2 separate regions of the Gossypium hirsutum genome follow, and region 2 is linked to region 1. A link is a contact called in public Hi-C data. All regions are on one chromosome and are shown on one strand. The core of a region is the stretch at or near the end of the contact, and the rest is flanking DNA. Distances in the headings are between cores, read along the strand shown. Region 1 has its middle 6.2 kb from the start of LOC121214710. Region 2 holds the start of LOC107910713 (zinc finger CCCH domain-containing protein 6).

Region 1 (3,701 bases), core at 879-3,378:
AGGTGGTTTGTCTTTGTGATGGATGACTTTATTACTATTTTATAGTGATTGGGTTAACAGAAGAGCTTTCGAAAGCTCAATTAAGACTCGGATTTGACTCTTTATCATGAGTTGACTGTGTTTAGTTTTAGATTGCATGTATAAATGATTGCTTGATGTCTAATTGACTGTAGTTGCTCCACCAACGAATGTAGCAACCTGTAGCTCGGACCTGACAATCAGGTCGAGCGGATTGACAAACAATTTACCCTAATTTTAAATTGACTAACGTGGGAATGCACCATTACCGTTAGTATTATGTTACCATTTAATGGTGGAGTGACCAATTTGATCAATTTCTATTTTAAGTGACCAAATTAACCAAAAAAAAATTAAAAATGACTAAAATAAGAACAACCCATATTTAAAGCGGCTAACGAGATAATCTATCCTTTCAAATGATAGTATTTTAAATCAATTAACCGGGGCACTAAAACAAAAGTAAATGATGCCTAAGTGATTTGTATTTAGACTCGGAAGCGAAAGTTTTCTTAGACGGCTTAAAGAAAGAAATCAATGAGTGAAATTAAATCCTCTGATAAAATTAACTAAAAATATTAACTTTATCTAATGATGTGTTCACCAAAAGATAAAAATGAAGATTAATTTTATTTAATCTATACAAACTGAAAAAAAATATTAATTCATTTTATTTTCCTTTTATCTGTTGAATTAGACATGAAATTTGATTTAATATACAATATGATATATAAACTTTAATTTTATACAATTGTATAAATAATATTTTGATTTGATTAAATTTTCATAAATAACTTATAATAACATCACATATCACATATACAAATAATTCGAATATCCCACCTAAAAATAAATTTATATATATAAATGCATACAATTAATCAAATTAAAGTCCATATCCATTTGAAATAAGTAAATTTGAATATTTTCATAATGAAGTCGTATGATAATCTATATAACAAATTGCATTGCAATCACATACCATAATCTTTAAGCGATTAATCTTATTAAATTACATCTATGAGTAAAACGTGTTCGAGGGATTAATTTTATAAATAGGACAGAACAAACAGCGATAGGAAAGAAACGTATCCTCACCTCCCAATCAAACATGTCATCATTAACATTTATTTTGTCAGTCTTATTGTTTCAACTCCTCTGTACCTCACACCCATGTCAACGCATCCTCACCTCCGCCGCAGCTGGCGGAAGGTGGCAACTCCTGCAAAAAAGCATCGGCATCTCCGCCATGCACATGCAACTCCTTAGCAATGACCGTGTCGTTGCCTTTGATAGAACTGATTTTGGGCCATCAAATCTGCCACTACCGAAAGGGAAATGCCGTTTTGACTTGAATGACACTGCTCTCAAACAGGATTGCACGGCGCATTCAATTGAGTACGATGTTTGATCGAATAAGTTCAGGCCACTTATGGTCCAAACCGACGTCTGGTGCTCTTCCGGTGCCGTCACGCCCAATGGTGATCTAGTCCAAACCGGTGGCTTCAATGACGGTGAACGTAAAGTGAGGGTCTTTAGCCCGTGCAGTTCATGCGATTGGCAAGAATCAAATAACGGGTTGGCAGCCAGAAGATGGTATTCGACCAACCATATCTTGCCAGATGGAAGACAAATCATTGTCGGCGGTCGAAAGCAATTTAACTACGAGTTTGTTCCTAAAAACATAGCGGCCAACACGTTCGATTTGCCTTTCTTGTTTGAAACCAATGATCGAGAAGTCGAGAACAATCTCTACCCTTTTGTTTTCCTTAATGTTGATGGAAACTTATTTGTTTTCGCTAACAATCGAGCCATTTTGCTTGATTACGTGAAAAATAAAGTTGTCAAGAGGTATCCGACAATTCCAGGTGGCGATCCTAGAAGCTATCCAAGCACTGGTTCGGCTGTCTTGCTTCCATTGAAGAACTTGAAAGCATCAGCTATTCAAGCTGAAGTTTTGGTGTGTGGAGGTGCTCCTAAAGGATCTTATTCCCAAGCCACACAAGGTGAGTTCATTGGAGCCTTGAAGCCTTGCGCCAGGATCATAATAACCGACCCCAACCCAAAATGGGTCATCGAGACTATGCCACTAGCTAGAGTTATGGGTGACATGATATTGCTTCCAAACGGCAACGTTTTGCTCATTAATGGGGCCGGGTCAGGGTCAGCTGGTTGGGAATTTGGTCGGAACCCGGTTTTAAATCCGGTTTTATACCGGACGGATAACAAAATCGGAACACGTTTCGAAACACATACCCCGACCAAGATTCCACGGATGTATCACTCCACAGCAGCATTACTTCGTGATGGCAGAGTTTTAGTTGGTGGAAGCAATCCTCATACTTATTACAATTTTACAAGTGTTCTATTCCCTACTGAACTAAGATTAGAGGCATTCTGTCCGCCGTATTTGGAGGCTAAATTCAACAATTTGCGACCAACAATCGTTGGTCCAAACTCAATGTCGGGAATCAGCTACGGGAAAACGCTAACACTTGAAATGGAGATTAGGGGTAAAGTAGAAGAAAAATTAGTGTGGATAACAATGGTGGCACCAGCTTTCAATACACATTCATTCTCTATGAATCAAAGGTTGCTTGTACTTGGAAATGACAAAATAACAGCTTTGGGGGAATCAAGGTATAACATTGAGGTAAGGACGCCAAGATCGGGTAATCTTGCGCCAGCAGGGTTTTATCTTTTATTTGTGGTCCATCAAGACATTCCCAGCATGGGAATTTGGGTCAAGTTGCAGTAAAGAAGACAAAAAGATTCTTCGATTTCTTTCAAATATCCAAAAACAAATGCTCTGCTAATTTGCATGGTCGTTAAAGATTAGTTTGATTCCTTGCTGGTCTATATACTTGTTATTATTAAGAAATGTGACATAGATATGTTTGGTTCTTTTATTCATTATATATGGTCAAATTATGATATATACCCAATGGCTTTGACAAGTTACTTTTAGCTCAAATAATAATGAACACTGTGGGGTTGGTCATTTACCTCTTATTATCCACCTGGTCGTGTTGCATAGCTCCGATTTTTCCCGGTAACATACAAGATCTATATGGGCCAATTGGGATAGATTAAAATGGGTTAATTAATGTCATTTTTATATGCCATTCATGTGTGGATGTTGGAGAGAAAGTTATAAACTACTAAGTTGTGTTGGATCAGAAGATGGATACAAACGAGAGAAGTCGGACAAGTAAAACGATGGTTTTTTGTCTAGAAATTGTGTAATCACGGGGCTGGTTGTGATTCTAAAGTTCACGGGCATGCAAATTTTGGCTCAATAATGATGGGGTTTCTTTGTAACTTTGTATGTGGTCTATATATCTAAAGCAATCAAAGTGAGGAATATCTTTCATTTCGGCATATAATAAAAAATAAATAAATAAATAAAAGCACATGGAAGTTATATAGCTTAGTGATAATATCTGTGATTAGACTCTGAAAATAATAGTTTTTTTTATACTCCTATTACTTGGATTAAATTCAAAATTGAGTTAAACCAGATATTTAAATAAAGACAAACTCTCTCATCATTATTTTTTTCATCCACGATACTTGAACCCGTTATTCAAAATCAATGAGATGTTGCATGGAAGACTCACCCCACCACATATACCATTAACCATGCTAGGAGCTTTTTCATCCCATAATCTGCTCAATCAACC
Region 2 (3,838 bases), core at 509-3,008, 100 kb before region 1:
CATCTCCATTTAATGGTAGCAATTTCAAGCAAGTTAATCTGCGGATGACTTGTAGAATGAGCTCCTTCAAATCCCGGAGGCAGAAAGTCATCCCCAGTAGCCCCATTTATATGTGATACCAACGAGGTTTTTGCTTGGAGGTGATCTTGACCACCCACCCCAACTTGTGAAGGTGATTCCTCTGATAGAAACAACCTTATCTGTTAAGAGGAGAAGCAATTATATTTTCTGTTTATCATTTTCAACAAAACAGGGTTGTGAATTTGCTCAAACATCATTTCACCGTACAAACACCATCTAGCAACTGAAGAGAGCTTGTTCAAACAGGGAAATGCAATATATAAATACATATATTAAAGCTTGTATAAACATCTCATTAAGCCTTAGCTGAGTAATAAAATCTCAAGTTGAATTTGAGATGCTTAACCTAGTACTTCTCCTATACTAAAATCTAGTATGAGCTACAAAACTAGGTTGGGTAAACAACTACAAGCAGAAACATAAAGTCAAGACTTCAGAACTATAGCAATATAAGAAACATTACACACTCATACTAATCAAACTCCAAGGAGATTTTACAACTGTATTGTGGTAAACTTATCGTGTTCTGCAAAGATGAACATTATATGAAAGGAAACATCAATAAAAGACAAGCCAAGGCAAGGATGCAATCACTGGTATATTTTTATCATCGTTAGCATTTTTGAATAAGTTTAAAAATCTATGTCTTTTATCATTTCCATTCTCTCATTTCTGTGTCTAACTAGCATGAAAAACTTCCAAACTCCACTAGTAGATTTATTCCCATAACAGTAAGATGCAAAACAAAATAAGCCATAAATTCCACTGAAAAAGAAGAAAAAAACAAACAAAAACAAGAACAGGCCATCATTTAAGACCCTAAAAGGCTTAACACAACAATGGCATCAACAAAACTAAAAACTCATTCGAAATCATGCATTACAAGAATACCAAACCTAAACTAACTTGACTACCAGAAAGGTTCAGATGCAATTAAAGGGACAGAGTAATAAATAAAATATATTTATGAAAGGAAAAAGGAAGCCAAAAACAGCAGAACATGAAGGATTCACATAGCTTCATTCTCCATCATATTTGGTTCACTTAAAATTTTGCACCCCCTTTTTCTTTTCTGTAATTTCACCTGAAAGGAACCTCAAAATTCAGGAACTTCCAAACTAAAATTGCAATTTTACCTGACAAAGGTTAACGTCTGATGCCCAAGTAACCCTTTTTGATTTGTGCACTCCTCGCATATTTACAGATCGTAAAAAAATACAATATATTGTGTTAAGAAAGAGTCGCTAAAAAAATGATCCTTTTCCAGCTTCGATTCTCGGTAAAATGTTAAAAGTCCAATTCCCAAAAGCACCGATTTTAGGGTTGGGTCGATTAAAACCCAAACTCCAACACCACTGTCCCAAGAAAGATAAGAAAAGAAAATGAGACCCAGCAGTTAAATCAACTTACCTCTTTCGAAAACCCTAATTGTAAGAAAATAAAGAAGGAATCGATTGAAAAGCCCTACATATCTATTTCTAATTATCTAATATCTGGAAAGAGAGAGATTCAAGGCAACCCTAGAACGGTTTTTCCTTTTTGTCCTTTCCCCGTTTTTCTATCTGATTTATTTTCCGCGTTTCTCTGTTAAATATATTTCTCTTTTTTTTTTAGGAAAAAATAAATCTCTCTCTCTTTCTTTCTGGGCTTCTGTTCTGTGCTATGGATGACGAACGCAATCTATAGAACGCGTGGAAGTGGAAGGATGATTTGGATTGCTCGTGTTGTATTTACACGCGCTGTAAATGCAAGTGCGATTAAAACGAATTGGACTTTTGAGCTGAAATGTTCATATTCTGACTCAGTTTCATTTGGGTAAATTCCACAAATACTCCTTAAATTAAGCTTAAGTTTATGTTTATCAAAACTTATATTATGCTCGTTAACCCTTTGATGAAATAAGACTCAAAGATTGATAACTAATTTGATCTCTTAATTAAAATTAAAAGATCAATTTGATATTTTAAAAAATTAATGATAATTTTAAAAAATCTAAATATGTCAAAAAATTATTTAAAAAATCTAAAAATCATAATTTATTTTATAAAATTATAAAAAAATATTTTTATAAATTTGTAAATATGAATTCTTTAAAAAATTTAAAAAAAATTCTAAACAATTCAAATCAAATTTGATAAGTATGGATTAATTTGAAGTTGGATAATAAAGTGATGGACTAGATGGGAAAATAGTCTAAGCTTGTAAATTAGTCATGGTCATAAAGAGGTAAAATGTTGAAGGACCTCGAAGAATAATAAACCATGAGATGTTATATTGTGAATTTATTAATTGGAATGAGAGCTATTAGATCAATTTCATGTGTTTTAATCTGGACCTTACTAATGGCAAAATGGGAAAAAGCACTGAGAAAATGTGTAGGGACCAATATTAGCCACTCGATCAAAGTTTCCATGTTTAATTAGGAGCCATTGGATCAAAGTTGAAAGTAAAGAGTGAAAGGAACCATTGGATCATGGTCAATTGATGGGAAAATAAATCCTAACCTTTGGATTTGATATGAGAATTGTTGGGAATTTCATGGAAGAGATGAGAATCGTATTCAAGGGATTGCAGATTGACGAAATTTATTATTAAATTAATTACTAAAAATAATTATTAATATAATCAATTTACAAGTTAGTAATGTGAATCCAAAATTAAAATGTGAATCCAAAATTAAAATATGAATTAAAGTAATTAAATTAATTAAACTAAAATAACCTAATTAAATTAAGTAGTTTAAAATAGCTTAATGGAATCTCCTATTCCTAGTGTCGACGATTTGAGTTCCCAGTCTATTTTCGATTAAATAACCAATTATCAATTAAGTCGCTAATTACCCTCGGTTGAGTTGTTTACCATCCGTAGGTAAGAATACCCTCTCAGTCTCATCTTTACTAAGGATTACCACCTAAGTCACCCTTTTGGTCTCTTCCTAGGCTTACATATACTCTCTTGATCTCACCGCTTAGCACAAGTATACTCGACAGGATACCCTCTCGGTCTCACCTGTCTAGATATTCTATTAGGGGTGTCACTCCCTAATATACTAAGTACTATTGAATAAACACTCAATTTTAGATAAATAATTACGTAATTAATAAATCAAATTCATAACTAAAACATGCTAGATATGAAATAAGCACAAGATTTATTCTAATATTCATACAAACGTTAATTGGTCAGAGAAACAAAATATAAATAGATAAATTTCTCATTGATAATTAATTGAGGTGCGGTGTCGGAGCAATCCCCGCTCGCAACCGTCTTCAGATCGGAACAGGAAGAATTACGACTAAGCAAACATAAATAAAAATACAAAGAAAAAATAAAAACTATTTAATTGTCTAGCTATCAACAACCAACCCTCCTAATGAGATTATAATAGTGTATACATAAGCAAAATCTAGGGCAACATTAAGGCAATTTATTCCTAAAATACCTCTAGTTTAATAAAGAAAATACAGGTTTAATAAATAATAAACAAAATATATATAGTTTTAAAATTTTGATCACGTGGCTACTGATGTCAGCAATTTGTCATGATGATGCCATGACATGAACCCTATTTTTAGCCTTTGATGCTTCTAAGTTCAATGTTGCGACGTCGAATGTTGATGTCGTGACATGACCATTATTCCTTGCATACTTAAGCCCAAATTGCTGCCCTACATACTCAAATAACCCATTAGTCATACCCGAGGCTCGAGTTCGCCTTACGAGTCATCAAAACACTAAAAACTGGGTAAAACACTTA

Evidence for each region. A called contact is a pair of places that touch in the nucleus more often than the background predicts.
Region 2: a contact with region 1 is called in a Hi-C map of leaf, with 2.0 times the contacts expected there. The contact joins the promoter of LOC107910713 here to the enhancer-like site in region 1. A contact is called at or near these places in 6 of 34 Hi-C or Micro-C datasets (callus and leaf).

What each region holds. Positions count from the first base shown.
Region 1 is chrD02:22,548,443-22,552,143 of Gossypium_hirsutum_v2.1, reverse strand. It overlaps the pseudogene LOC107910714. Among protein-coding and RNA genes, the nearest start is that of LOC121214710, 6.2 kb to the right of the region's middle. Within about 2 kb of position 2,128, at least 4 of the 9 cell types and tissues checked have an H3K27ac peak or open chromatin away from gene starts, as enhancers often do. A contact at or near this core is called in leaf, where this site is marked.
Region 2 is chrD02:22,652,320-22,656,157 of Gossypium_hirsutum_v2.1, reverse strand. LOC107910713 (zinc finger CCCH domain-containing protein 6) reads right to left here and starts at 1,758. Exons shown (of 4, transcript XM_016838678.2): 1 at 1,218-1,758; 2 at 1-200. The coding sequence starts at 1,277.